7 separate regions of the Mus musculus genome follow, and all the other regions are linked to region 7. The links are chromatin contacts, called in public HiChIP or PLAC-seq and promoter capture Hi-C maps. All regions are on one chromosome and are shown on one strand. Each heading gives the region's core, a stretch centred on a gene start, on an enhancer-like site or on the middle of the called end of the contact. The rest is flanking DNA. Distances are from core to core; before and after follow the strand shown. Region 1 holds the start of Jpt1 (Jupiter microtubule associated homolog 1). Region 2 holds the start of Atp5h (ATP synthase, H+ transporting, mitochondrial F0 complex, subunit D). Region 3 holds the start of Nt5c (5',3'-nucleotidase, cytosolic). Region 4 holds the start of Foxj1 (forkhead box J1). Region 5 holds the start of Armc7 (armadillo repeat containing 7). Region 6 holds the start of Galr2 (galanin receptor 2). Region 7 holds the start of Smim5 (small integral membrane protein 5).

Evidence for each region. Promoter capture Hi-C pulls out the DNA fragments that hold promoters and counts their contacts. HiChIP or PLAC-seq counts read pairs in DNA pulled down with a chosen protein or histone mark.
Region 1: a FOXA1 HiChIP or PLAC-seq map of pancreatic cancer cells shows a contact between it and region 7. The contact joins the promoter of Jpt1 here to the promoter of Smim5 in region 7. A contact is called at or near these places in 4 of 39 promoter capture datasets (hippocampal neurons, liver and pre-B cells), 2 of 115 datasets of contacts at active chromatin or transcription factors (bone marrow-derived macrophages and pancreatic cancer cells) and 2 of 9 other capture datasets (adipose tissue and liver).
Region 2: a contact with region 7 is called in an HNF4G HiChIP or PLAC-seq map of pancreatic cancer cells. The contact joins the promoter of Atp5h here to the promoter of Smim5 in region 7. A contact is called at or near these places in 1 of 39 promoter capture datasets (pre-B cells), 2 of 115 datasets of contacts at active chromatin or transcription factors (bone marrow-derived macrophages and pancreatic cancer cells) and 1 of 9 other capture datasets (adipose tissue).
Region 3: a contact with region 7 is called in an H3K4me3 HiChIP or PLAC-seq map of bone marrow-derived macrophages, with 5 times the contacts expected there. The contact joins the promoter of Nt5c here to the promoter of Smim5 in region 7. A contact is called at or near these places in 3 of 39 promoter capture datasets (liver and pre-B cells), 1 of 15 datasets of contacts at CTCF or cohesin (the NIH/3T3 cell line), 1 of 484 Hi-C or Micro-C datasets (embryonic stem cells), 3 of 115 datasets of contacts at active chromatin or transcription factors (T-cell acute lymphoblastic leukemia, bone marrow-derived macrophages and pancreatic cancer cells) and 2 of 9 other capture datasets (adipose tissue and liver).
Region 4: an HNF4G HiChIP or PLAC-seq map of pancreatic cancer cells shows a contact between it and region 7. The contact joins the promoter of Foxj1 here to the promoter of Smim5 in region 7. A contact is called at or near these places in 2 of 39 promoter capture datasets (the C10 cell line and pre-B cells) and 2 of 115 datasets of contacts at active chromatin or transcription factors (embryonic stem cells and pancreatic cancer cells).
Region 5: a promoter capture Hi-C map of liver shows a contact between it and region 7, with 2.7 times the contacts expected there. The contact joins the promoter of Armc7 here to the promoter of Smim5 in region 7. A contact is called at or near these places in 2 of 39 promoter capture datasets (liver and pre-B cells), 1 of 115 datasets of contacts at active chromatin or transcription factors (pancreatic cancer cells) and 3 of 9 other capture datasets (adipose tissue, liver and pancreatic islet).
Region 6: a contact with region 7 is called in an HNF4G HiChIP or PLAC-seq map of pancreatic cancer cells. The contact joins the promoter of Galr2 here to the promoter of Smim5 in region 7. A contact is called at or near these places in 9 of 39 promoter capture datasets (cranial neural crest, embryonic stem cells, fetal liver and 5 more), 1 of 115 datasets of contacts at active chromatin or transcription factors (pancreatic cancer cells) and 3 of 9 other capture datasets (adipose tissue, liver and pancreatic islet).

The regions. Positions count from the first base shown.
Region 1 is chr11:115,511,890-115,515,864 of GRCm38.p6, forward strand. It overlaps Jpt1 (Jupiter microtubule associated homolog 1), which reads right to left and starts at 2,504. Exons shown (of 5, transcript NM_008258.2): 1 at 2,331-2,504. The coding sequence starts at 2,386.
Region 2 is chr11:115,417,722-115,421,635 of GRCm38.p6, forward strand. Atp5h (ATP synthase, H+ transporting, mitochondrial F0 complex, subunit D) reads right to left here and starts at 2,198. Exons shown (of 6, transcript NM_027862.1): 1 at 2,171-2,198; 2 at 665-795; 3 at 118-214. The coding sequence starts at 786. It overlaps Kctd2 (potassium channel tetramerisation domain containing 2), which reads left to right and starts at 2,405. Exons shown (of 6, transcript NM_183285.3): 1 at 2,405-2,785. The coding sequence starts at 2,447.
Region 3 is chr11:115,488,951-115,493,136 of GRCm38.p6, forward strand. Nt5c (5',3'-nucleotidase, cytosolic) reads right to left here and starts at 2,864. Exons shown (of 5, transcript NM_015807.1): 1 at 2,657-2,864; 2 at 2,321-2,421; 3 at 2,188-2,248; 4 at 1,903-2,017; 5 at 1,475-1,794. The coding sequence starts at 2,836. The coding sequence ends at 1,649. Armc7 (armadillo repeat containing 7) reads left to right here. Exons shown (of 3, transcript NM_177778.5): 3 at 1-1,516. The coding sequence ends at 124. It also overlaps the pseudogene Gm11694.
Region 4 is chr11:116,332,683-116,336,708 of GRCm38.p6, forward strand. It overlaps Foxj1 (forkhead box J1), which reads right to left and starts at 2,672. Exons shown (of 3, transcript NM_008240.3): 1 at 2,536-2,672; 2 at 1,360-2,026. The coding sequence starts at 1,857. Rnf157 (ring finger protein 157) reads right to left here. Exons shown (of 19, transcript NM_027258.1): 19 at 3,663-4,026.
Region 5 is chr11:115,473,876-115,477,539 of GRCm38.p6, forward strand. Armc7 (armadillo repeat containing 7) reads left to right here and starts at 1,792. Exons shown (of 3, transcript NM_177778.5): 1 at 1,792-2,152; 2 at 2,247-2,390. The coding sequence starts at 2,062. Slc16a5 (solute carrier family 16 (monocarboxylic acid transporters), member 5) reads left to right here. Exons shown (of 4, transcript NM_001080934.1): 4 at 1-523.
Region 6 is chr11:116,278,537-116,282,392 of GRCm38.p6, forward strand. Galr2 (galanin receptor 2) reads left to right here and starts at 2,403. Exons shown (of 2, transcript NM_010254.4): 1 at 2,403-3,314. The coding sequence starts at 2,950.
Region 7 is chr11:115,897,514-115,901,510 of GRCm38.p6, forward strand. It overlaps Smim5 (small integral membrane protein 5), which reads left to right and starts at 2,626. Exons shown (of 3, transcript NM_183259.3): 1 at 2,626-2,829. All of the region lies in intron 7 of Recql5 (RecQ protein-like 5), which reads right to left.

The DNA of each region.
Region 1 (3,975 bases), core at 1,254-3,753, 390 kb before region 7:
ACAAACCACCACATCTCCAGCTCTACAGGTTCTTTCTTACTGGGTAGAACTGTTTTGAATTTTTACCTTAAATGACTGAAAACACTTGAAATATTAGAATCAACTCCAACGTGCCTCTTTGTCCTCCCTCAATCCCCAGAGAGGGAGGCTTTCATGGCTAAGTGGAATTAAAAGCCCATGGAATTCTTCAGAACCCTAGTGGACTTGGCCAAGAAAAAACAAGGGTGGGGAGCACTAGCACCCAGCTAGCTTACAAATCTGCCAAACCTGCCTAGTCCAACTTTTACTGGTACTATGATAGCAGGTACTACCTCCCCAATGACGTCAGCGTTATAGAGACCATCTGAAACAGAGAGCGGTTCCCAAACAAAGGATTTGCTTGCAAGACAAAGTACTTCAGCTGTGCTTTGGACTCTTTCTTTTTGAACCACATAGATAGTAACTGCTTCAAGGTTGCTGAGTTAAGACCCAAAAATGTCATAGCACAGACAGCAATTTAAAAATTAACTCCTTTCTTCCATCCCGACTCCCATCACCCCAGCACAGCATTCACCACTGAGGCTGCAGAGCAAGCATATTACTGAAGAAAGGGGGTGAAGAGAATTGGTCAGATTTCAGGAGTCGGGGAGAACCTTAGCACCAACACTGGAGGGCAAGCAGTGGCAAAGGAGGCTGCAAACACGTTGTATTTGTCTCATGTCAAGCACGCATGAAAGGCCCTGGGCTCTGAAATGCTCTACAAAGCCTGGAGCTGAGCTTTGAGTCCCAAAAAATAAAACCCAGATTACACATTGTCTTGCCAGGAACCAGTGTCAGACCAGGAAAAGTTGGCCTCATCACACAAAACAAAAACCCAGGGCTCAATCTGTCCCTGTGTCCTTTGTAACAAATTACCTCATTTGAAGGATGACAACAAGAGGGAGTGACCCAGTCTCCTAGGTCTAATCTCCAGTTCTGCCCCGCCCTGTAAGCGCTGACCCCTTCAGTTCCCTTCCATCACACCAATTCTTTTACTACTTCCTGAAACTGAAAGCAGTCTGTAGCTGCCCCAGCTTCCTCATAAGACTACTCAAGGAGGCTGCTTTTTGTCAGCAAGTTGTCAAGCCCCTGTGAGAGACACTGCTGTTCCACGCTGCCTTCTTAGCCCCACAAAATGGCTCCCTTTTGTGCCACTTGGTCGGGACCCCAAGGCTTGGTCACACTCAACTGTGGGTCATCATCAATGGAAAATACATGGCCAGAGAACATGGAACCAAGCCTTTGGGAAGATCAAAGAGATGCCTGAAAGCCAACTTAAGGGACTGTGTGCCACTAGCTGAGACGATGTAGATGGACTCCCTCCGCTGAACAAAATATCTTCACCAAGTTAAGTGAGGGGTAGGAAACGGGTCCCAGTCCAGTCACAGAGCTCCTCCCAAAATGCAGTGTACTGGGGACAAGCAAGATCCCAGCTTCCAGGAAGGGATACTACATACTACTGGAGAGACAATGGATGGCTCCCTAGCCCCGCCCAAGCACAGACAACCTCCTCCTCCAAGAGAAGCCTGCTCTGGGGTGAACTCATTCGGCCAAAGTCAATGGGAGAAGTAAAGAAGGCGACATGGAAGGGCAGAGGTCCGAGGACCTGAGCGCAGAAAACCCATTTGAGCAGGCTCACGGCCCCGCGCATTCGGAGGTGGGCGTGGGGAGGGGGAGGAGACCCGATCTCTCCTTTGTTAGGCGCAGGGAGGCACTTTGATAAGAGAGCTCCTGTCCAGGGCTGGAAGTGGAGGGAGGGGATGACCAGCCCCGCCCTACCAGAGGTGCACCTGCTGCGCAGACACGGACACCCCGGCGGGCCACCACGAGGAAAAGAGCCTGCAGACCAGCCGGATCAGTGCTCAGATTTGCTCGCAGCGCCCAAGGCCGGGGCCAGCACACGCCCGAGCCAGAAGCGGGAGCGCATGGCCCTCATGTGGGACAATGGGCCCAGGGCCCTGCAGGCTCCTTGGGCTCCTGGGAGACCAAGCCCACCATCCTGGACCCGACCAGTGTCGCCGCGGGTGGCTGAAAGAAGATCCTCCCGCACACTCTCACCGACTCCAACCTGCCGTACGGCAAAGGGCCGCCACCCACAGTCCCCCTCAGCTGTCGTTACCGGGGAGAAATGAATAGAAGGGACGACTGGGGCGGGGCCACAAGCCGAGGCAGTCCTGCCGCACAAAGCGGCGCCCACTCCTTACTCTGCCACCCTCCCCCGGGCGCGAGCGCGGTGCTCCCGGCCCGTTACCACCAACGCCCCGCGGTCCCCACAAGCCCTGGAGGGCTCGAGCCCTACCCTGTCGCCTTACCGGGAGCTGTTCCTGCTGTTAGGGTCCACACCCTTAAAGGTAGTGGTAGTGGTCATGGCGCCAAGGGGCGAGGTAGGCTGGCCCTGAAAACGCCAAGGGGGACTGGGACCAACAGGCGCAGACGACTCCAAAAGCTAAACCACCAGGGCTCCACGAGCTTCTACCGCCGCGGGGCTCGCCGGACTCCCATTTTATAGAGCCAATAGGGCCCACCCTCCACATGCCGCCATTGGGCAATTTAAAAAGATCTCTTCATTTCTATTGGTTAGCTACAGTGCTAATCATAGATCGGCGTCAGGACGGGCTGCGCGGGAGACGGCTCGGCCTAAGCCCCGCCCCCTTCCTGTACAGAGAAAGGCCGCTGTGGTCTCCCCTCCTCCACGCCCTCGACAATCTGGTGGTGCTCAAGTGTTCACGGTCACTTTAAAAAGTTACTTGAGGGGCTGTCGAGGTGGCTCATAAGGAAAAGCCCTTGCCACCCAGCATGACAACCCGTGTTCAATCTCCAGGACCCACAACGTGTAAGAGACCCAACTCTCTTTTTTTTTTTGTAGAACATGATTTTAATATTTTCAACTGTTAATACTCAACAAGCAGAATAATTATTTTAAGATATACTTCGTTATTATGTCTTCATTTCTGATTTTATTAATTTGGATACTGTCTCTGTCCCTTATAGTTAGTCTGGCCAGGGGTTTATCTATCTTGTTGATTTTCTCAAAGAACCAGTTCCTGGTTTTGTTGATTCTTTGTATAGTTCTTTTTGTTTCTACTTGGTTGATTTCAGCTCTGAGTTTGATTATTTCGGATACCCAACTCTTGAACCTCTGACCTCCACGCACCCACGCACTGAGACACACACACACACACACATACACACTACCTAGCTACCTAAATAGAAAGCTACCTCAGCAGGATGTGTCGGCACTTCCCTGCAATGCCTTAACTTGGGAGACTGAGGCAGGAGGATCACTTTGAGTTTCAAGCCAGTCTGGTCTAAACAGTGAGACCCTGTCAAAAAGAAATGAGGGGGAGGCAGAGAAGGAAAGCAGGAAAGAGAGAAGGGATGTCGTGTTAAGGCCATATGCTAGTACTGCAGAGGACCTAGGTTCAGTTGCCAGCACTCACAGGGCAGCTCCAAACTGTAGCTCCAGTTCCCTGACCTGGGCAGTTACATGCAGGCACACACATGTACACAACGTAAATCTTTTGCCAGGCGATGTAGCACATGCCTTTAATCCTTTAGTCCCAGCACCAACTCAGGAGTCAGAGGCAGGTGGATCTCCGAGTTCTAGGCTAGCCAGAGTTACACAGAGAAACCGTGTTGGAGAGGGAATTTTTTTTTTTTAAGGTCCGAGGTGGGGGTGCTGCACACCCCTAATCCCAGCACCCTGGAGGCAGAAGCAAGATTTCTTAGCCTCAAAAAGGGCGGGGGGCACACAGTGGTCTACACCTTTGAACCCAGCACTAAGGAGGCAGAAGAGTCTAGGACAGCCAAAGATGTTACACAGAGAACTCCCCCCCCACCCCACCCCCACCCCCCCACCCACCCACCCCACCCACCCTCACCCCTACCCCCCCGTCTAGGAAAAAAAAAAAAAACAGAAACAAATGAAAAGAATTCCTGGATTAGCCTGCGCTAACT
Region 2 (3,914 bases), core at 948-3,447, 480 kb before region 7:
ACCCTGATTCTCTACAGGTGCTCACAAAATCCACCCCAGGGCCTTTGGCCAAACCCACTCCCCCCACCTGCCAGCCCCTTGCAAGATAGACCTTTACTTAATTATCTGAAGACTCACCTTCTTTTCAAAATCATCCACCAAGCCAGGCTTGGCCACATTGGCCCTGTAGTAAGCCCAGTCAATCGCAGGTGGTTTCTCAGACAGACTAGCCAACCTACTCGTATGGAAAAGGAAGTCAGCATTGTTATTCCCGGACTGGAATGAGCAAAAGACACTAGTTACACAGCAACCTCCTATCCCTGACACACTGGAGTGTCAAGCACACTTTTATCTGAAGGGCCACCACAAAAATGCTTTCATTTGCAGAACACATTGTTTCTTTCCTCTTGTCGAACTATTAGAAATGCCTAGCTAGGGCTGGCAAGATGGCTAAGTGGGTAAAGGGGCTTGTTGCTAAACCTGAGGACCTGTATTCAATACCCAAGACTCATCACATAGTTGAAGGCAGAGAGCCAACCCCACAAGTTTTCCTTTTGATATGGCACACACAGCAGCAGATTCGAACTCATATACTTACTAAATACTAAGTGGATGTGATAAATGTCAAAACATTGCTTCCAGGTTCAGCATCAAGGATGGGGGCTCCCTCTTACAGCATACTGACCTGGCGTGGAAGGTCTCATTCCAGGACTTCAGGGCATTTCCAATTGCCTTCTGGTTTTGGGGCATGACCTCCACAAAAGATACCCAATCAATGGTTTTTAGAGCAAGTTTACGCCCAGCCATCTTGGGATACTAGAAAACAAAACAGCGCCTTTGGAGAGAACCCCTGAAGGAGACCATTCCAGAGAAATACAAGTCGTTAAGAGACGGATCAGCTCAAGCATTTGATGGGTATATATATGCAACAGATGAAAGAATTCGGATTTAAACCAGGAAAGAGGGCTAGGGATGTAGCTAGTTGCTAGAATGCTTGCCTGGCATGGACAGAGTCCTGGGTTCCCTCTCCAGCACCAGAAACACTGAGGTAGAGGCAGAGAATCAAAGTTCAAGGTCACATGAGAGATGTGGGAGCTTGTCTCAATACATCAAAATAAAGCTCTACAACCCAGAATATAAACATGTTCTCTCCTACCAGGCTGCCCTTCCTCTATCCCAACTCATTTCTATTCTTTGCAGACACTTCTAAAGGAAGTCATAAGCTGCCCAAAGGCTAACTAAGCTACTGTGTTTTGGCCACTGACTCTCCACCACAACCCCGGCCATTCACTCGAACTGTCCTGCCCAGGTCATCCTGTCCACAGCACACATACTGTGCACTTTCAGAGGCATTTTTACACAAATGATACTGTGAAAAGAAAGTGACTGAAGCGGTCTTGAGACCAAAACAAGACGAGATACAGAAAATAACTATGAAGAGAGCCAACCGAAAAGTGGAAACCATCTACACAAGCTCTGAGTGGGGGATACCTTCCTATCGATCAAAGTTGTCAAATGCCGGTCTCTCTCCTTCCTTCCTTCCTTCCTTCCTTCCTTCCTTCCTTCCTTCCTTCCTCAGTACAGCTTACGTCTCTAAGAGACAGAGACAGAGACTAAGACAGTTGTCAAGTGAACTAAGGATGCCAGAGAACGAAGTGCACTGGAGAAAGCAGGAGTTACAGACTTTTTGTTATCTGATTCATCTCTAGCGCTGGTTGTTTCTCAGACAAATTGGCCAGCCTGCTCTCATACACAGGTCATAAGCATAGAGAATGACCAATAGTTAATTAGATCAATCGGTAAACCTCATGAGGAATAGGAATCCTCCATTCGAAGGGAAGGACGTAGAGTTGAAGTCTGCTAGGTGTCTTGTCCTCTCTGAAAGTTACCACCCTAACTCTGTGATGCTTTCCCGACCCCTAAACTCCACTCCTGAGATCGCCACACAGTGTGAGACAAAAGTCTGTGGCAACATCTAAATTCACGGTGATTGGCTAAGTCACTGCCAGGCCCCAGGCTCGCCCCGCGGGAAAGCGAGCAGGGCAAAGCAGTGACCTCGGGCGCTCTGCTAGCGGGGCAGCTCGAAGGCCCGATGTCCTCCGTGGAGCTGGAACAAGTGTGGAAGCGAGGTCTGGAATACAATACAAAAGAGTCCGTGGAGATTCGACCCAACACCTCAGACCCCACTCACCTTCACCGACCCCCGGCGGAGTGCTCTCTCTCCAGCAAGCAAGGAACGGAAGAGAGTTGCCGGAAGTTCTCTCCTTGGCCAATCCGAACGAGCAATAGGCGGGTCTCATGTCACACTTCAGCCAATGAGCATGGAGTCCCGTCCTGGAAGGCGGGCGCGGCGCCTGCGCCGTCGGGGTCCCTTTTCCCCCTGCCCCACGCCCGCCGATGGGCCGGCCCGGCTCTCCCCGCCGAGGAGTCGGCCGGCCCGGCGGCGCGCGGGCAGCGGCGGCCCAAGATGGCGGAGCTGCAGCTGGACCCGGCAGTGGCGGGGCTGGGAGGGGGTGGCAGCAGTGCGATGGGCGACGGCGGCGGCTCGGGCCGCGGACCCCCCAGCCCTCGCCCTGCGGGCCCGACACCCCGCGGACACGGCCGCCAGCCCGCCGCCGCCGCGCAGCCGCTGGAGCCCGGGCCCGGACCTCCGGAGCGGACGGGAGGCGGCGGGGCCGCCCGCTGGGTCCGGCTCAACGTGGGCGGTACCTACTTCGTGACCACCAGACAGACCCTAGGCCGGGAGCCCAAGTCCTTCCTCTGCCGCCTGTGCTGCCAGGAGGACCCGGAGCTGGACTCCGACAAGGTGCGCCCCGCCCTCGGGCGCGCCCCCGGGTGTTGGGACCCATTCCAGGCTGGTGCTCCGATCTCTGGGACGCGTTTCCCTCCAGCGGGTCCTGCAAACCCGGACTTGAGTCCACTCTCTTCCCCCCGAGTTAGCACTGGCCACCTCAGAATGATCTCCCGTCCCAGTTCTGCCCCATCTTCAGGCACACTCCGGTTTCCCTTCGCACCCCGCTCTTTTCTCAGCTGCTCCTGCGTGGAGTTGTCTACCTGCACCCACGGGAGCCCCCTTCGTGCTCCTGTCACATTCCCTGCCCCTCCTGGGGACCACCCCTTCTCAGATCTGCATGAGTTTTTCTTTGGCTCCCGGGCGGCCCCCTGCTGCTGGTGCCAAATGCATTCAGAACTGGGTCAGGGTGAATGACCACATCTTGGTCACTTTCGGAGGACTCAGGTCCTGTTCCATCCCTGTGTAAAGTGGTATTAAACTCGGGGTTTAATGATAGCGTCCACTACTGAAGGCTGCAGGAAGTGCTTGTGATACATCCTGTGGTGGTGATAAAATCCTGGTCCCAGACCTTTTGTGCCGTAACAGTCACCGTTTCGGTACATTTTTGAAAGTAAATGCACTCCTTGGAAAGATGGGCTGATAGGTTAGGACCCAGAGAATGTGTAGCGTCAAACACAGGGTTGAGCAGTGGCAAGACGTCATTCATTTCCAGTTTGAACTGTAACTTTTGCAGGTTGACCTTTGACTCTCAAACGCATCCATACCATAAAGCACTCCCATGGTTAGTAGACTTGCATAAACCCTTAATCAGTTTCATCTGTTCTCTGATACCAAATTGATGGGAACCTTAAGAGATTCCAGAACTCCTGTTTATAGGGAATTATTTTTATATACCCTAAATCTTCCTTATGGCCAACACAAGCCAGTTTCTTGTTTCTTTTACTGTAAAGATGAGTAGGATTAAAGTTGCTCTGAGCCAAGTCCTGGCAGTACCAAGCTTCCTCTGGGCACAGAGATAGGGTGTGTGAGATTGCAGCTGCCAGTGCAGACTCCCACTGATGTTGGCCTTGGGCTCAGGAGAACTGCCAATAGAATGGAAGTTTTCTCAGAATTAGGACTGTAGTCCAGGGGCAGTGAAGGA
Region 3 (4,186 bases), core at 1,614-4,113, 410 kb before region 7:
CCTGGCCCAGATATTCCTAGAGGACTTCTGCTCGCCGAGCCAGGTGGCTGAGGCCCACAGCCAGCAGGCCCATTCTGCCCTGGGGATCCCACTGCCAAAGACTGAGGCCCCACAGCAGCCCTGACCCAAGGACACTTAAAGATCCTGCCACAGGTATAGGAAGCAGAAGGCTAATAGCATCCTGAGCCCATCCTGCGCAAAGTGGTGCTTGTTCAGCTGCATGCAAGCTGCAGTCTTGGCATGACAGGCGTTTGCATCCAGGGAAAACAGGAGGAGGGACGAAGCCAGACTTGAGATGCTTAGAGGAGAACCAAAGCTGGTATGGCTTTCATGGACTGGCAATCAATAAACTACAGACAGACCACCACCTCTGCTGCCCCCAGTGCCCAGCTAATGCCCTCGTGTAAGAAGCTGTGCCCCTGGGAGAGTGGCCAGTACCATGAGTGTCCAGAGTAATTTTGATGGCTAGAGATCAATCAGCCTTATTGTCTGGGGAAATGCCGTGGGTTGACTCCTCCCGTGTTGAGGCTGAGTATCTGGGCATGGTAGCATTGACTTGGAGAGCTCTGCAGAACAGAAACAACTATCCACACAGCCCTGCTCTCTGCGAGGCGCCCTAAGAGGAATGCAGAGGTGAAGTGTCTTCCCTTGGGTGTCACAGCTTAATGAGTGTTAACTAAATGGCCATTGGGCATGAAGAACAAGGCCCTACAGGTGTGAGAGCAGAATGAAGGAGAACTGAGGGCACCCGGGCATGCCTTGTCTCTCTGGAGAGGCCCTACATAGGATCCTTGGGTTAGACAGCAAGACAGTGACTTCTGTTTTACCAGGCTGTGGACCACTCATGTGCCAGCTGCCAAGTGTGGCATCCCTGTCTTTTCAAAAGAGTTGCTCTGGCCCCCTTTGCCTATGGGTCAGATCTTCTGACACTTGGGTGGGAGCCCTGAACATGAACCTTTCATGGGCTATCCCAGTCTGCTTCCTGCCATTCTCTCAGGAGCCACAAGCCTCCAGTAGGTACTGTCAACCCCTCAGGACTCAGATGCAGACCTTCCATAAAGACACCTAGAAACTAATGTCAGGGGACCATGGCGGCCCAACCTCTAATCTAATCCCTTGAGAGACAGGAGCGGGATAGCGATGAGTCTGGTCCACCTAGTGAGTTCCTGACCACAAAGGTCCGATAGAGTCTAACGAGCTCCTGTAACTGGTTACCCCGCCCTCCTCTGCCACTGAGAAGAAAAAATGGAATTAGGGGATAAGCGAAGAGCAGTCCTGACAGGAAGTGGAGTTTAGGGAAAATGGGGGCCCTGATCACTCAGCATTGTCCCCCCTCAGATGGACAACGAAAGCTGAGGAAGGAGATCTACAAGGGCTGGAGAGGGGCTGTCGTACAGCCACTGGATGAAGGAAGGCTCCCGCTCCCATCCTGAGCTGAAAAGGAAAAGGAGCATCAAAGATCCAAAGCCTCGCGTTTGGTTTTTATTTTTATTAAAAACCTCCTGATTTTCTCCACTGTATTTGTGTGCTAGTCTCCTTCTTTCCCGTGTAGGCCTCCTGGGAGGAGCCGGAAAGCAGTCTGTTCAAGTGGCTCCCTGATTAAAGAAAGTCACCTGTCCAGGCAGGGTCCTGTCCACCTCAGGGTCCTTCACAGGCTGGCTCGCTTGCTCTCAATGATCCCCCTCCAGTTGTCACTCCAGGAAAGCAGCCGTCTCCTGGTGGGGGGCAGGGCCAGGTGCTGATTGTGGCAGCAGGTGAACAAGATGTGCTCCCAGCTTGGGGTCTCCTCTAGGCCTGGGCAGTAAAGACAGCGTGCGCTCTGTAATTGGGTCATTTTTACTCCTCCTTAATCCCAGCAGGCCAGATGCCTGGGGGTTGTCAAGGTTAACTGGCTGGCCCAACCTTGAATGTTGTCTTTGTCATCAATGAGCAGGTCTCCCATGACCACCGTCTTGTCCCTAGTCAAGATAATCCGCTCCACAAACTCTGGCCCCAGGTTCTGCTCCACCCAGCGGTACTGTATAGGCGGGAGGGGTGGGGAGAGGTCAGTGGAACTTGCTAGGCTCAGAATGCAAGATAAGTAAGGCATGGGGGCTTAAGTGGGACTAGCCCTCAAACACGCGGGACCCCTTTCACCCAGCCCCCATTTTCTGGTTTATTTTTTTAAATCAGCGCAGGCGCCGGCACCTTCTCGCCCACACAGTGGTCGTACTTCAGCAGTGGGGTGGTGCAGATGAAGACCTCGGTGCTGCGGAGAAGGGGTGCAGTTAGGCCTGGGGCACTGGCCGTCTTCCCGCCGCCCCCTCCTCACCCTCCTTACTCTTTCATGTCGTTCATCTCTCGCAAAGCGTCCAAGGCCCCAGGGATGGGCTCCAAGTTTAGGAAAAAGCCTGGAGATTCATACACACTGGCCACTTTTTCCTGAAAGAGAGAGATCTTGGTCCCGCTCCTGCTTTCCAGTAGGGGGAGCCCCAAAGAGGACACACACACACACAAAGATTCTGCAGGAGACCTCGGTTCTAGTGTGTGTGTGTGTGTGTGTGTGTGTGTGTGTGTACCCTTTCAAGCTTTCTGGTTCGGGGGTGAACTGTGGATTCGCACAGCTTGGCTGCCTAGAAGAGAACTCAGCCTAGAGGTTCCCCATCGGGTCTCCTACCGCCAGGTCCGGCCTCAGAGCTCCGTACTGCTCGTTGGCGAGGAAGCCCCGGCGCTGTTCCAGCGGCACGTGCGGTTCCTCGGGAAAGCGGCGGCGAAAACCCTGCAGGAGGCCGGACTCGAAATCAGCTAGCACGCCGTCCATGTCCACCAGCACGCGCACGGGCCGCTTCACCGCCATTGCCACGCCCGGTGTCTCCGCAGAGCACAGCGGCAAGCACGGAAGATGCCAGACCCGGAAACAAGCTTCCGGGACCGGGGTAGGGGCGGGCCGGACTTTGTTCATTTGCACAGAGTGGCCAACCAGGTGCCCAGGATGGCATTGCGTCCCTTACGGGGCTGCCGCTCATGTGCAGCATCAGAATCCCTCTCCCATAACCTCTAAGATCCGAAATACTTTCTTGGCAATGGGGAACCTGCTTCGCATGCTGAATGCATCCTTTGCCTCTCCCATGTTTGTCCAGGCTGGAAGCTGACAGGATCGTGAGTCTCCCAGTTCAAGGGATGAGAAGGACCCCTTAAAGACAACCGTGGGCATGAGCTGGGCATGAGCTGGGCTCTCAAGAGACCGGACTCATAAGCCAGACTTGGTTTGAAACAGTAACATTGTTTTCAATCTGCGTCCACTACTTTTTCCTGTGGACCCGAGGTCTCCGGTAGAATCGAAAACTTGTATGTCCCTCTAGAAAATGTTAAGCGTTCACACACAGAGACACAACTTATTCTTGTAGATTTCAGAGTCAATGGCGACATCACATCAATTTTCCAACCTATAAATGCAGATTTGAGTAATGACTCCCCCCCCACCCCCGACTCAGGGTTTCTCCACATAGCCCTGGCTGTCCTGAAACTCTGTGAACCAGACTGGCTTCAAACTCCCCGAGGTTTGCCTGCTTCTGCCTTCCATGTGCTGGGTTTAAAGGTGGGCACTGCTACACCCCGATAAGACATGACTTCTAACCCATGGCAGAAGTTTGTCAGCATGGAGCCCGACATCTCACTTGAAGAAAAGCCAGTTTAAAACAACAAAGGAGCAGAGTGTAGTGGCGCACATTTTTAATCCTCACACCCAGGAGGCAGACCTCTGAGTTCCAAGACAGCCAGAGCTACTTAGTGAAGACCTTATCTTAAACAAATTTGGGCTGCAGAGATGGCTCAGCATCGGTTAAGAGTACAGACTGCTCTTCCCCGGGTTCTGAGTTCAAATCCCAGCAACCACATGGTGGCTCACAACCATCTGTAATGGGATCTGATGCCTTCTTCGGGTGTGTCTAAAGACAGCTACAGTGTACTCATATAAATGAAATTAAAAATAAAAAAAGCTCTTCTCCTTTCCTCTGCCATCCTGCGCATTACGCCTGATTCGGTTCTCCTTTCCTCTGCCATCCTGCGCATTACGCCTGATTCGGCTTCTTGCCATGTCTTCTCACAAGACTTTCCGAATCAAGCGATTCCTGGCCAAGAAACAAAAGCAAAATCGCCCCATTCCTCAGTGGATCCGGATGAAAACTGGTAACAACGTCAGGTTCAA
Region 4 (4,026 bases), core at 1,422-3,921, 440 kb after region 7:
TCTGTTGCTGGGATATCTGCCTGCTCAGTCATCCGAGCTCTGAGCCACAGGGTGGCTCTCAGTGCCACCCTCTGTCATCCTCCCTCCCTCCCTTACCCTGTTGCTTGCAGGTCCTGGCCAAAGCCCTCAGCTCCCCCACGGCCTGGACTGCCATCTCCCTCTGTTTGTGAAGTGGGTGGGTTAAGGGAGGGGGCTGGGTGACCAAGGACTGTGTGTTTGTGTGTGTGTGTGTGTGTGTGTTGGGAGATTTAGTGACTCCTTGTTTGTTGAGCCAGCTGCTGGCCTAGACCTTCACCCCCTACAATCTCCTCTTCCCACCCAAACCACCTCAGTTGATTATTACCCAGCCAAGCGCATAAGGCTCTTTTCTGGGACCTGAGTTGGCAAAGGCATTGAATAAGGAGAAGATTGGGGAATCTTTTGACCCAGGGTTAGAGCCATTTGGAATGGGTTAGGACTATGATCGTGCCCTCTTGCTCCTTGGCTGCCTTAGGGAAGAGTGGGCAACCTCAGGCCTCGTCTCTAGAACATGGATCTTGATACTGGAGGATGTTCACAGTGCTGTCTCTGTCTACTGAGCCTTATCTTGCCCTCTCCACACGCAGCAGCTTAGTTCTGCTCACACCACACTGGTGTCCAGGGGCCCAGGCTATGCTAGCAAGGCAGGTGGGCAGTGAGTGGGCACCCTTTGGCCAGCAGGGCTGAGATGTTTACACGGCAGCCTGGCCCATTGGCTGCTCTGTGCCAGGTTCTGGAGATTTAGAACCCGAAGCCACTGCAGCAGAAGTGCCCCTGTGGAAAGCACCTGGCTCAGGTAATTGCCCCCCTAGGGAGGCTGGCTGAGAGGGTGGGGGTGGGGGCAGGAAACTGGGGAGGAGCTGAGGTGGGAGGCTGGTCAGTGGCTTCAGGATGACTTCCTGACCCCTCCACCTGGACAACTGATCTTTGTACCCAGAGGGGCTCATCTCTGCCCTACTCTCTAGACGCAGGGTGCAGAAGTTGGCAGGGAGGTCACCTAGGTTCCATTTCAGAGTCCAGTTCTGACTAATTCCTCGGGCAGATCATTGTCTAGGAATTTTCGGACACGGGACAAGAATGTGCCTTAGTGTTACATCCCACATGAGGCTACACCGGGCCCTATTGGTCCCTCTTCTACAACTTCGTCTGTACCTCCAGGGCCTTGGCTCCAGACAAGGGAGCAGTTTCAGAACCTGGCAGAGTGGTCAGGCCTCTCATGAGGCCTGACCTCACAGCCAGGTGTCTCCTTGGCCTTGCAGATCTGGTATGCGAGCCTGGCTAAGTGCCAGAAGGAGGTCGTGAGGAGGGAGTGGCCACCACCCGCACCTCTCCTCCCCCTACCTGCCAGGTGGGGTCTGCATGGCGGAAGTAGCAGAAGTTGTCCGTGATCCACTTGTAGATGGCCGACAGAGTGATCTTGGTGGCCTTGCTGGCTTGCATGGCCATGCAGATGAGAGTGGCATAGGAGTAGGGTGGCTTCACGTGTGGGTTGGTGGCATAGTCCACGTCGTCAGGGGGCGGGGCCTGCAGCCCCGGGGGCGCGCTTCGAGATGTGCACGACGATGTGGGCTTGCCGGGTGTGTGCGGCTGCCCAAGGCAGGCAGGGTCTGCCGCCAGCGGTGACCCGGGCGCCACCAAGCCCGGCACTTGGTGGTAGCCGTGGGGGTCTGTGCCTCCTGGGGGAAGAGTGGGAGCCTTGGCGTTGAGAATGGAGAATTCCTGCAGCCATTGCAGGCTGGTCAGGCTGTCATCCAGGGCGTCCGGCTCCTCCATGCCGCCCTCCGGCCCGGCTTCCTCTCCGGGACCCGCTCCGCAGAGGCGCAGCCAGCTCTCCGCCATGTCTGCGGGGACTCTCCGAAGGGGCGGTCAACATCCACAGGCTGAGCCGGAGTGGCCCGCCGCGCTCTCTGGCCCGCTGGTAACCCAGACTCCAGTTACACAGTCTCCAGAACACTCACTTCCATTCTGCGACCCAGGGGGTCGCCTCCTCCGAACACGAATGTGAGGCCTGCGGGAGCACCACGGAACTGAACACTCTTCCCCTACCCCGAGAGGAAAGAGGCGCCTTAGGGGGGGAGCCCCTCACATTCATCCCCGCAGCCTGTGGCGAGGTCAGGGAAACACAGGACCCTGGTCTGATCCTGCGTCTCCACCTCTCTCCATCTGCCCTTGAAGGGTTTGTTGGCCACAATGAGGGAAGAGGGTAGGAAGGCCCAAACTAACTCTTTTCCCCAAAGAGTGGGAAACTAAGATCACATCCCAATAGTCCAGGGGGGTCAGTACGACGCGGCTGGGGCAAAGTAGGTCATCTGATCCTTGAAAAGAGGTGTTAGGATGAAGGGTCTCGGGAAAGGAAGGTCACAGGACCGAGTTATGGAGGAGCAGGAAGCGATCTCCCGAACTCCTCAGATTTCATTTTCGTGGCCCCACTACTTCTGTGGGCGACCGATGGACTGGATAGCCAGCAGGTCCCGACGCCCTCCCATCCCGTGGTCCACAGCCCTCCCAGTCCCTTACCTGGCTCAGAGCGCAGCCAGCCAGAGGAAGGTTCTGGAAGAAGTTCCTCCCACCTCCCGCGGTTCTCTGTCCCCAGCTCGAGGGCTGTGCTGGCGCCCCTCTTCGCGCCCCCCCCCCTCGCCCGACGGCGCTTCTCTGAGCGCCGACGGCCCGGGGACCGGCATTAAGTAGACGCTCGGAAGGCTTCTTCTGCTGCCATGGCGACGCCCCGCCCCCATAAACAGCTTCCGCTGCTGTCATTGGCCAGTACGTCTCCAAGGAGACCGCGGGCCCTTGCAGCTCCTCTGGCGGCAACTCTCTGGAACTCTCTGGTTCTGCCGCCCTCTCCCGCGCCACCCAGCCCCCTACCCGCCACCGAGATCCGACTCTGTGCATTCCCGCCCGAGGGCCCCGCGCTGGGTCTCACGGCGGGTGCTCGGCTCCCGCTCGAGGCCCCGGGAACCCCTCCCCCAACGCGTCGGGTTTGACCGCTGAGGGGACCCAGCCCCGGATTCTGCAGACCAAGTCTCGGGGAACCGTGCCCTTGAAGTCTTTGCCCTCACCGGGCTGCCAGTGGCCTTTGTCTGGTTTCTGGGGCCTTTCCCTGGTCCCCGAGTGTCTTCTCTGGTGCCCACAGGCAAGTTTGACTCTCTGATGCCACCTGTCGCTTATAATCCGCAGAAACGGCCACACAGCTCGCAGACACACCGAGGCGGGTAGGGTAACCCAGCGTCTCCCGGTAAGCAGCTCGCCCACTCACCCTGCTCAAGTTCCCGGAAGCTGGCATTCCAGGGGCATCTGCGGAGGTGCTGCCCTTTCAGACAGTCTAGGAAGCAGAGCCAGCCGGCAAAAAACAGAAAAGCCCTGGGCCTGCAAGATTCTCAAAGAGGTCATTTGTTCTACTGATTTAGCCAGGAACTGGTTAAGTGATGGGAACTACTAAGCATAAGGGATTCTGGGCCCTAGCTTTCCCTATTGCCATCAGCTTTGGGGTTCTTTAATAATTGACGAGCTGCAGGATTGGAAGTGATCGGGTTTAAGGCAGATGCAGAAGCAGGTAGGGCAGTCAGGAATGGAGCTGGCCTTGTACCCAGGTCTGCAGAAATACTAAAAAGAGCCTGAGCCACTGACTGAAACGAATACGTTCACAAACGAATTCACGTTGTAATTAATGGCTCCCTTGCCCCTGTAAACAGTTTTATTCACTTTTAAGAATCATGCAGCAATCCATAAATATTGCATCTTGATGTCCCCACTGTAATGTGCCTATAAGTGTACTCCATGAATGTGAGGGGTACACAGATGGCACATACAGAGCACACGCACGCACACACACACATACACACACACATACACACAGGTGTTCAGGCCCTAAAACAAAGTGTGCAGCCAGCACGCCAACACCAGATGGACAGGACTAGTTCCCCAGTGGGATGGATGGCTTAGGGTTTGAGTCTGTGCCTGGCAGATGTCACAGGGGATAGACACTCTGGTGGGATGAAATTAGGTAAA
Region 5 (3,664 bases), core at 542-3,041, 420 kb before region 7:
GTCATGAACTCTGGACTAAGAAAAGCGGAAACCAGGCCTGAGTAAATTTCCTCCATTCCCTCAGGCTGGCAGGAACTTCTTGGGGTTGTTTGTTGGTTCAGGCTCCACCAGGCTCCAGCAAGAAAACCTTATCAGGAAAATGATTTTATTTTCATGACTGACGCCAGCCATCCTCCTCCACAAGTCCATCTGGCATGAATAAGCATCTTTAGGAGGCGATCGGTTCCTCTAAGGTGCTGTCACGAGTGCCCCCTCATGGTCAAAGGAAGTACTGCAGCCGTGCATTTGCTGAGTTGCTTATGTTCACTGTCTCTAGACCTTGGGTGGAGACGGCTGAGTAGGTAAAGGTGCTGGCTGCATGCCGACAACTTGAGTTTGATTCCTGGGACCCACATGGACAAGGAGAGGCCCCACTACCACAAGTTGTTCTGTGGCGTGCCCATGTGCGCGCACCATACACACACACAAATAAACGTTATTAAAAAAATTTTTTTGGCCTGTATGAGATGCCATCTTCCAATTGAAGTCTGCCTCTCTGTCTAATGTCCCCTACTGCTTTCCGGATCGCAACTCAGAACTGAGCTTGACCCCACCCCCACCCCCCAAGGAAGTTTCTACTCTGAAGGGCAAATGCCAGGGACCTATTTTTCATTCTAACAGAAAACAGAGTTGGGGCTGGCTAACAGGCCCACGTCCAGGAAAAATAGAATCTGTGATCCTCCAGCTAGGAAATTTTCATCACACTTGCCCGTTGGTAATAATGGCATTAATCTGAGGGCAATAAGCAACGAAGAAATGAGGGTGCAAATGTAGTTTAGTCACGTACATCAAACCTTCACTTCCATCTCCAGCCCCACCCATGCCCAGGTGTGCTGTAATCCCAGTTCTTTGGAGCCTGGGGCTTGGAGACAAGATGGAAGCAAAGTCTACTCTTTTGTAGCCAGGATCTGCTTTGGACCATCCCTGGAAAATTTTGAGGGGAGTCTGCAAAGTATTTGTTCTGGAATCTCAAAGGCTCCAGGTCCCCAGGTCTTTGATGTTCTGACTAGTCAGACGCTTGGCCATCTTGAGCTGAGATGTAAGAAGTCTGCCTAGCCTGCTTCTTATAAAACCTAAAGGGCACAGAGTTCTCACGGAGCAACCTTGGTTCTCAAGCATCCAAACTAAGACTAAAACTCTTGCTCTTGGTTGATGTTGGGCATGGATTGATCACTGGAACTTAAACCCCAGAGGTGGGGGCCAGGGAAAGGTGAAGTACACAAACCATTCTGCTGTGATTCAGGTCCCTGGTACCAAACATAGTACATGACCCCTGACCCTTGCCCTAAAAACCCTTACTGCCTCCATCCTCCACCTCCACCACAGCACGGCAAAGCTGGGCCCCTCCCTGACGCTCCTTGTGACCCTAAGATTGTGTTTGGGGTTTGATGGATGTTCTGTTTTGTTACCAGGGTCTTGCCATGTAGCTCTGGATTGCCTTGTAGACTAAACCGTCCTTAAACTCCGTGTTCTGGGATTAAACTACTATCATGTCTAGATGGCCTGAAGATCCGTCTGCCCGGCTGTCAATCCATCCACCATTCTCTCTCTCCTTTTCTCCTCTTTCCCTCCCCTCTCCCTTCCTCTCTCCTTCGACGCATCCCCGCTGCGGCGGCTGCGCAGTGGAGGGTTAAAGCCTCCAGCTCTAGAAATCCGGAGGGAAGCCCAGGAGGCGCCCAGTAACCACGCCCAATCCCGTCCTGGTCCCGCTCACTCCGTTTCCTGGGGCGGGGCTAGAGAGACTTCCGCCCTGAACCAGGAAGCGGTGCAGGGAGTGTGGTAAGGGGGCGTGCCTGCCTTCAGTTCCGAAAAGCCACAGCGTCTCGCCCGGGTTGAATTTTGGTTTTCAGATCCGGCTCAGACAGGATCCTGAGACCCCTGGCCACCCCCACAGCTCATCCCCAGCTGCAGACGCGGATCTCAGGACAAGACTGGGTTTGCTGCCGCTCTGTCGCCGCCGGGACAGGTCAGGATCCAGGCCTTGTGGCCTCTACCGGAGCTCCCAACTCCGCCGCCCCAGCCATGGCACAGAAACCCAAGATAGACCCCCACGTCGGGCGGCTAGGCTACTTGCAGGCGCTGGTCACAGAGTTCCAGGAAACCGAGAGCCAAGGTAAGAGGTGTAGCGTGGGCACGAGGGACCCAGGAGGGTTCTGACGGCAGCCGCCGCCGCACAGGTCCGACCCCAGGGCTGCTTCCCATTGCAGATGCCAAGGAGCAAGTCCTCGCCAACCTCGCCAACTTCGCTTATGACCCGGGCAACTACCAGTACCTACGGCAACTACAAGTCCTGGACTTATTCCTTGATTCTCTGTCGGAAGAGAATGAAACCCTAATCAAGTTTGCTATTGGTAAGAGTTAGGCTGCCCCCAACCCCCGTGCCCGCGCGCCTCCCCCCAAGTTATAGACTAGAGCGACTTGAGAGTCAGGCATGCCACTCGCCTATAAAACTAGCATTACGGGAGGCTGAAGCAGGAGGATGGTTGCGACTTGGGGGCCAGCCTGGGATTCAGAGTAAGACACTGTCACTAAACAAACTAGTGTTTGGGATGGGATCTCATCTAGGGCAGAGCTGCCGTGTGTGGACCACCTACCTTCTCCTCCTCCACACATTATCGGGGTCACAGCTCATTCCAAACAAGTCGTGTCTTTCTTCCTCTTAGAAAAGAGATAATAAGTGAGGAAATGGGGTGAAACCTCTTTGAAAGAAGTTTAGTTTTTTGTTTGTTTGTTTGCTTGATTTTGATTTTTTTGAGACAGGATTTCTCTGTGTAGCCCTGGCTATTCTGGAACTCACTCTGTAGACCAGGCTGGCCTTGAACTCAGAAATCTGCCTGCCTCTCTGCCTCCCAAATGCTGGGATTAAAGGTGTGCGCCACCACTGCCCGGCTGGAGCTTGCCCTTGTATTGTTTACTGTCAAGAGGTGCAAAGGTAGCTTAGAACTCCTATAGTTGGGTTATTGTAAGGCCGTTTGAATTATTCAAGGTAGACTCTTTTACATTTGCTGTGTAGGTGTGTGTTTGCATGTGTGTGTGGATGAGTGTGAGTATGCATGTGCACCAGGCTGTATGCATGAAATTTGTCAAGAGTCAGTTCTCCCCGAGTACAGTGGTACATGCCTTTCATCCCCAGTACTGGGAAGACAGAGGTAGGTAGATCTTTCCGAGTTCCAGGCCAGCCTAGCGTGAGTACTGAGTTCTGGACCATCTAGGGCTATGTGGTAAGATGTCGTCTCTAAAAACTAAGGTAGTCGTTGTTGTTGTGTTCTCCTCTTCCAGTTGCTAAGGGAAGATCTCTGTGCCTTCAGAGTAGGGCAGTGCACTCCATAGCTGGGCCGTGAGCCTCCAGCTAATGGGGAGAGAGTGCTGGGGTTCCAGATGCTCGACACTGCATCTGGTTTTCTTATGTAGGTCCCTGGAACCGAATTCAGGTCATCAGAATTGTGTGGCAAGCTCTTTTACCTACTAAGCCATCTCCTCTGCCCCATGATAGATAGTCATTATTGGGCACCCTATAAGGAAGGTACTGGCCCAGGTTCTGAGGAGATGGTGAACAGGTTGGGGATTGTATTCTGGAAGGGGAGCTAGGTGGCGAATAAAACAAGCAAAGTAGAGATAAACAGGA
Region 6 (3,856 bases), core at 1,153-3,652, 380 kb after region 7:
ACATGCAGACAAGCAGACATATAACCGTCATTAAAAAATAACAGGCCAGGCCGGGCAGTGGTGGCGCACGCCTTTAATCCCAGCACTTAGGAGGCAGAGGCAGGTGGATTTCTGAGTTCGAGGCCAAGCCTGGTCTACAAAGTGAGTTCCAGGACAGCCAGGGCTACACAGAGAAACCCTGTCTCGAAAAACCAAAAAAAAATAAATAAATAAATAAAAAATAAAAATAACAGGACAGGCAGAGCAGTACACATCTTTTATTTTAGCATTTAAGAGGCAGAGGCAGGAGGATGTCTGTGAGTTGGAGGGCAGCCTGGTCTACAGAGAGAGTTCCAGGGCAGCCTGGATGACATAGAAGAGACCCTGCTTCAAAAAAAAAAATTTACAAATTTGTTTTGTTTTGTTTTTTGTTGTTGTTGTTGTTTTTTCGAGACGGGGTTTCTCTGTGTATCCTTGGCTATCCTGGAACTCACTCTGTAGACCAGGCTGGCCTCAAACTCAGAAATCCACCTGCCTCTGCCTCCCAAGTGCTGGGACTAAAGGTGTGCACCACCACTGCCTGGCTCTTGCCACTTTTCTTACTCATTCAATTGAGCCATGCCAGCCATGACTTAGGGACCCACCACATTCCTACAGTAGGGCATCTTTCCTTCCTGCTCCCTCTTTCTGTATCTCCCTCCACCCCCAACCCCCGATAGTGGGCTGTTTCCTCGCCATTATACCTAAGTTCAGATGTTTGGTTGTGGGTTTTGGGTTTAGTTTTCTTGTTTTCTTTTCTTTTTTTTTTTTTTTTTAAAGATTTATTTATTTATTATATGTAAGTACACTGTAGCTGTCTTCAGACACCAGAAGAGGGAGTCAGATCTCATTACAGATGGTTGTGAGCCACCATGTGGTTGCTGGGATTTGAACTCTGGACCTTCGGAAGAGCAGTCGGGTGCTCTTACCCACTGAGCCATCTCACCAGCCCTCTTGTTTTCTTTTTAACAGTGTCTCATTGTTTTATTTGGGCTGGCTTTGAACTTCTGGACTCAAATGGTCCTCTGCCTTGGATGCCTAAGTAGCTGACACTATATATATATATATATATATATATATATATATATATATATATATATATATCACATCTAGCTAAATTATGTTTTTCTGCAATAAGGATATGACTTGGTGGCAGAGTGTTTACCAAGCATGCCTGAGGCCCTGGATTCAATCCCCAGGGGACACACATATGATGACAACTATTATCACATTCTTTTTTCTTTATTTTTATTTTTGATAATGCCTTTCTTTGTAGCTCAAGCTGGCCTCCAACTCACAGATATTGACCCTCCTGCCTGCATCCTGGGGATTGGGGTTAAAGGTGTGCACCACCACACCTGGAACATCCCAGTCCTCTTAAGACAGGATTTCACTGGTGGCTCAGGCTAGCCTGCAACTCACTCTGCAATCCAGGGTGGCTTTGAACTTGCAATTCTCCCATTTCAGTCCTCAGAGTGCTGTTATTCCATGTCTGGGTCAACAAAGCCCAGTTTTAGGAAAAGAATATTTATGGCCAAGAACTGAATTTTTAAAAAAGATTTATTTAGTTATTTTATATGAGTACACTGTCTTTGTCTTCAGACACACCAGAAGAGGGCATTGGATCCCATTACAGCTAGTTGTGAGCCACCATGTGGTTGCTGGGAATTGAACTCAGGACCTCTGGAAGAGCAGTCAGTGCTCTTAACTGCTGAACCATCTTTCACCACCACCACCCCCTTTTAAATAAAGATTGAATGCTTTAATAGATTTGATCCATTAATAAACTGGTTTCTAGTCTTACATCTCCCTATATTTGATTTATTTGTTCAGTGTGTGTGTGTGTGTGTGTGTGTGTGTGCGCGCGCGCGCGCGTGCATGCGCACATGGGTCTTTGTGAGTGTATGTGCATCATATTTATTCAGGAGCCCATGGAGCAGAAGAGGGTACCAGATCTCCTGGAACTGGAGTTACAAGCAGCTGTGAGAGCTGCCATGTGGGTGCTGAAAACCGAACCTGGGTCCTCTGCATGAGCAGCAAGTGCTCTTAACCGCTGAGCCTTGCTCCAACCCTTCTAGTATTTCTTACCTCACACCTCTTTGAGGCAGTGTTTCCAGACCATTCCATCCCAGACAAGGGAAGAGAGGGTCACAGACAAGGTGATACTAGTACATATTCAGCGAACTTCTGGGTTAAGAGGGAGGGAAAATACTTAGCAGATGAAAAAAAAAAAAAGATGAAAATTTCCATTCTGGCCGGACATAGTGGCGCATGGCTAAAGTCCCAGTACCACAGAAGCTAATGCAAAAGGGTGAGTCTGGGCTAGTTTGGCTCCACAGGAACACCCAGTCTCAAAACAAGGAGGAAAAAAAAAAAAAACCGCCCTCCTTTCTGCCTCTTCTGGGTTGGTCTCTGGAGTTCCTTGTGTGGCAGGCTGAGGTATTCCAAGGATTTAGAAATGGGAGAGGCCTAGAAATATGGCTGGCCATAACACTTTGTGTTTGGGGGAAGGGGGCGTTGAGGGGTGACCAACCACAGGGCCAGTAATCTGTGTCAGCCCCCTCATTCCAAGAATGGGATGGATCTCTTAAAGGCGCCCCATGTCCCACACGCACCCTGCTCCCTCCACCAATCCAGGAACAGTGTGACTCGCTAGTGACCGACTCAAGTCTAAAGCAGAGCGGGTCCCAGGACTTGAGCGCGGGAGCCAAATGGAGTCAGGGTCATTCGACAGCTCCTCTCTCGGCTGCAGGCCGGAGCGGGGTACCATCCTATACTCTGGGTGCTCGCTCCTCCTCCCGTCCCCCGCGCACCCCTGCTCTGGCTCTTGGAGCTCGACAGTCTTGCTGGGGCGCTGCAGCCAGGGAGCTACGCGCTCACCAAGACCCGGACGGCTGCGGGAGCCAGGGCGGCGTCTGCTTTGGTGATACCATGAATGGCTCGGACAGCCAGGGGGCGGAGGACTCGAGCCAGGAAGGTGGCGGCGGCTGGCAGCCCGAGGCGGTCCTCGTACCCCTATTTTTCGCGCTCATCTTCCTCGTGGGCGCTGTGGGCAACGCGCTGGTGCTGGCGGTGCTGCTGCGCGGCGGCCAGGCGGTCAGCACCACGAACCTATTCATCCTCAACCTGGGTGTGGCCGACCTGTGTTTCATCCTGTGCTGCGTGCCTTTCCAGGCCACCATCTATACCCTGGACGATTGGGTGTTTGGCTCACTGCTCTGCAAGGCCGTTCATTTCCTCATCTTCCTCACTATGCACGCCAGCAGCTTCACGCTGGCCGCTGTCTCGCTGGACAGGTGAGTGAACATTCTGTGGTGTCTGAGAACTGGGTACCCAGGTAGGAGCTTGCACTGGAGTCGCCACGCAAGGATCCAGAAGGGATGCGTAGTCGGGGAGAACACTAAAATTACAAAGTGGCCCGAGGCCGTGAAACGCAAGGGGAAAGGGGACTAAGACTCCGTGACTAAGAGTGTCCCTTGATTAAGTCGGTCCTCAGACCTCGAAGGCTGGAGAAATCGGATTTCTGGGGTCTTTACGTTATTGTTGCTTGAGCTAAAAGTCTCTCAGAAACATTGCAGTACTCAGACCAGAGTTGGCTTGCAAAGTAACTTGCCAGTATTCAAATGCTAATTGAGAGCTGCAGAGAGGCATTTGCTTCTTGGCCCCAAGCTCAGCACCTGGAGCGTTGTCCGGCTTTAGGCTTAGGACTGAGCTGTACTTTGGATAGACCCATGCTGAAGTCCAAGGCAGCGGGAGTGAGGGCTCCTAGCGGACGTCTAAAGCCTTCCAGGCCAAGGCTCCCCGCCCGGAGACGCCTGCGGTTTGATGTTCCTTCCCT
Region 7 (3,997 bases), core at 1,376-3,875:
CTCAACCTCTGAGCATCCCCCAGTCTCTGTCCTGTACCCTTTTATCCACAGGGCGTGGGAAGCATCATCTGGTGCTGCCCATGGCCGAGCCGGGGCCAGGGAGGTGAAGCAGTTTCCCTACAGGTCTGTAACATATGAGCCTCAGTCTGTTTGGTTACCTGTAAGCTCTAGGGCCCTGCTCTTCCCTCTGCCCAGGGACCAGGAATGCCCTGGAGAGTCAGGCTCTGCCACCAAGGCAACATCAGATAGGCATTTTACTGTGAATGCCACAGCCTCTCTACTGCTGTGGGGCAGTGTTACAGTGGAGCACAACGGTGCTCCATCGGGCTGTGAGCACTGATGAGATGTTCTACAAGTGTTCCTCACCGTGGGGAAGGAGGAGAGGACAGGAGAGCCCAGCCTGTCTTTAGTACTTGTTATTTAGAGACAGGGTCTCACTCTGTAGCCAGGGCTGGCCCAGAGCTTACTGAGTACTCATCACAGTAGACTGGGATGGCCTCAGAACTCAGAAAGCCGCCTCTGCAACCATGCCTAGTCTTTTTTTGTTTGTTTTTAAGATAGGGTCTCACTACAGCTCAGGGTGGCCTTGAACTCATGAGCTTCCTGCTTCAGATTCCTGAGTTCTGGGTCTGTAGGCATGAGCTCCCACAAACAGTTTTCATGGGTATCTTGATCTTCCCTGAGGGAATTAGGCTTCCCCTGGCGCCCACCATGAGCTTTTTGCCCTAGGCTGAAGGCTGTACCTAGCATAGCTCCTGGAACAGATGATTCTCAACCTGTGGGTCTCAAGCCTTCTGGTGCTTGAAAGACCGTTCATAGGGTTTACCTAAGACTATCCACCAAAAAACATATATTACAATTTATAACTAGCAAAATTCCAGTAATAAAGAAGGAACAAAAAGGATGTTATGGTTGGGGGTCGCCAGAGCATGAGGAAGGCTGAGAGTCACTGTGCTAGAGGCACACAATGCTGAGAGCGGCCATCATGCCTAGTCACTCGTGAGCCCACTCACCAGGGAGATCCAGCCTCACTAGAGCCTCACTAGAGCCTCCCTCTCAGCCTCTAACTCCAGATGTTCCCCTGCGGATAACCACTTCCTGCCCAAGCTGGTGGCAGGAAGCCCACCTGGTGCAGGAGGCCAGTCTCTTTTCGGATCCCCAGGCTGAGGCCCTGGGAGAGGCCACTGTTCTATCAGGGTCCTTACAGTCATCTCTAGTGCCAGAAATGTGGTACAGGGTTGGGAACCAGAAGAGACAGCGCGAGGCAGGGCAGTTTGAGTGCCCAGGCTTAAGATTAGCCGGCACTAACAGCTTTGGAACAGAGGGTTTTCTTAGTCTGAATACTGCTTGCGGATCTGACCCCACACAGCAGGCTACTGTAAGGAAAGCAAATTGCAATGCCACCTTCTAAAGAAGTAGGGTCCCTCCAGCAAAGTGAAGAACAGCCCTAAAACTGCATAGAAGTGGCAGGAAGACAGCTGAGACAGCCACTGGGGGGCGCTCTTGCAGCCAGCTCCCACTAACACTGAATATACACGACAAATGTTCCCTCTGCCTGTACAGTGGTGGCCTGTCCTGTCTCTGAGAAGCTTTGGCATCTAGGCACTGTGACCATATGGTTGTCTACACCCTGCCCCAAGCCCTGGCTCACTGGGGTTTTGTGCTCAGATTCAAAGGGCTCCATTGACTGCAGAGCTGAGGTCAGTCCTCCCCCTGCAGCCTGGTCTGCTGGTGGCAAGACCGACAAACGTTAATGGGCCAACAGAGCTGTCATGCAGACAGCTGAGCAGAACGAGACCAGCAGTGACCTTTCTCTTAGAAGGACCCAAGGCCCCTCACTAAAACAAGCAGGCTACTTTTCTTTCTTTCTTTTTCTTATTTACTTATTTTTTGTTTTTTTCGAGACAGGGTTTCTCTGTGTAGCCGTGGCTGTACTGGAACTCACTCTGTAGACCAGGCTAGCCTCGAACTCAGAAATTTACCTGCCTCTGCCTCCCAAGTGCTGGAATTAAAGGTGTGCACTACCATGGCCGGCGCAGACTACTTTTAGAGTATCTAGGATCCTCATCTTCCCCCCAGATGCCCCTGGGTAGATGGCAGAGTACCACACCAGAGGGCTGCTTGAAAGCTTGCTGACGTGCTTGGGTGATCCTGTAGCCCGGTTTTCTTTCTGGCAGAGGGCAGAGAGAGCAGCCAGAGTGTGGCCCAAGAGACAGACCAGGGTGGTCAGGGACACAAGCCAAAAAGGCCATCCAGAGGGTGCTGGGGCACCCAAGAGCGAGTCACTCCACCCTCTTCCTCTGGCAACCTCAGACGGAGCCCCCCGGGGTTATTTCCACAGGGAACCACAGCCAACCACTTCTGTCATTAGCCCAACCCCAGCCCTCCGCCTACAGCCTACAGCCTACAGCCTGGCTCAAAGGCAGGAGGAGGGCAGAACAGGAGGAAGAATAAGAGAGGGAGCCGTCTGGGGATCCAGAGAGCAGAGTGGACCTCTAGGCAGGGAAAGGCATAGGGCGTGAAGGGCAAGTCAAGCTCAGGGGAGGACTCCCTGGGCTCCTCCTCACAACTGTAATTTGACACCTAGATCTCCAGGACAACCAACAACAAAAAAGCTGAAGCGATGAGGCGCTGAAGCTGGACAGCAGCTGGCTGTCAGCAACCGGGAGCTAGCACCAGGAGGTGCCCGAGTGAGAAGCAGCCGCCTAGGCAGGAAAGTGGCAGCGCTGGTGAAGAAGTCAAAGGTGGTGGCCAAAGGACTTCCAGGAGGTACATAGAGGCTCTGTACTGGGACACCTCTTCGAGGCTCCCCACTATCTGAGCTCCCAGGTAAGAGACACTGGCTAGAGGTGACAGGATCGGGAAAGGAGGGCAGCCAGGGTCTCGTATCTCTGGCGAGGAGTCACAGCTTAGCATGAGCTCGGAGAGGAACGTCTTGGGGGATATATTAGGCCACTCTCCTATGGGAATTTAGTCACCTCCTCTGTGTGTATACCTGAGTGCTCTTCCCCTGGGACCTGGTACTAGAGAAGGGGGATGTACTGCTACTCGGTGTGTGGCACAGGGGCTGGGGGCTGCTGGACACATCCATTTAAACCTTTTCTATTCAGTGAGTTTAGGATATGGCCCCCAATCTTGCTGAGCCTCCATTTCCGAAAGGATTAGGGCTGAGCCCTCCCTGGTTCTCAAGAAGGCTCAGGACAAGGTGTGCCCAGCCTGCTGAATGGCCTCTGGCCCCAGGAGCTGGTAGAGCCAGCAGCAGAACTGCCTACTTGGATGCTGGACAAGAGCAGCAGCTTTCCTGTCTTTTGGAGTTCTGACCTGCTCACCGCTGTGTGCTTCCGGCTCAGGATCATCCTAGGGAGGAGTCTCTGCACCCACTTAGATTACCAGGACCCCTGATCCTCCTTTGGCAATGATCTCTGAAAACTGAGCCAGGGATATGCACCCTAATTCAAACCCCAAGTTTGGAAAGGAGTTTGTGACTACATGAATGAGTTTGGAAAAGACCCCAGAGTCTCTTCCACACTAACTACTGTAATGGTTGCCCCCAGACAGCTCTTCTCTTCAGTCCTTGTGCAGGGCAAGCACAACCTTCTTGGGCAGGGCCTCACGAGAGGAGGCTGCTAAGCCCTTCTGCCTCCTGTCCTCACACTGGGGTTCAAGTCCCCGTGAGACGTCCCTTCCAAAGCAAACACACTGTTATCCAGTAAGAAAGAAAAACATCATTCAGTTTTGGAAACCAAGGGGAGGGCCGAGAGTCTCTTTGGCTCAGCAGAGGGGGTGCACTCTGGTTTGTGTGGGACTGGGAAGCTAACTCCTGTGGTAATACTAACAAGTGTGCAACAGAGGGACTGCACTGCAGCTGAGCCACATCTGGGACACACAGGCTCCAGCAGTCCCTGAGCTCAGAGGGAGGCCCAGCTTCTATGGCTGCAGGAGAGGAGCTCGCTTAGTTTCTATTGGCCACCAGAGCAGGAAGTTCTCTCCATTGTCT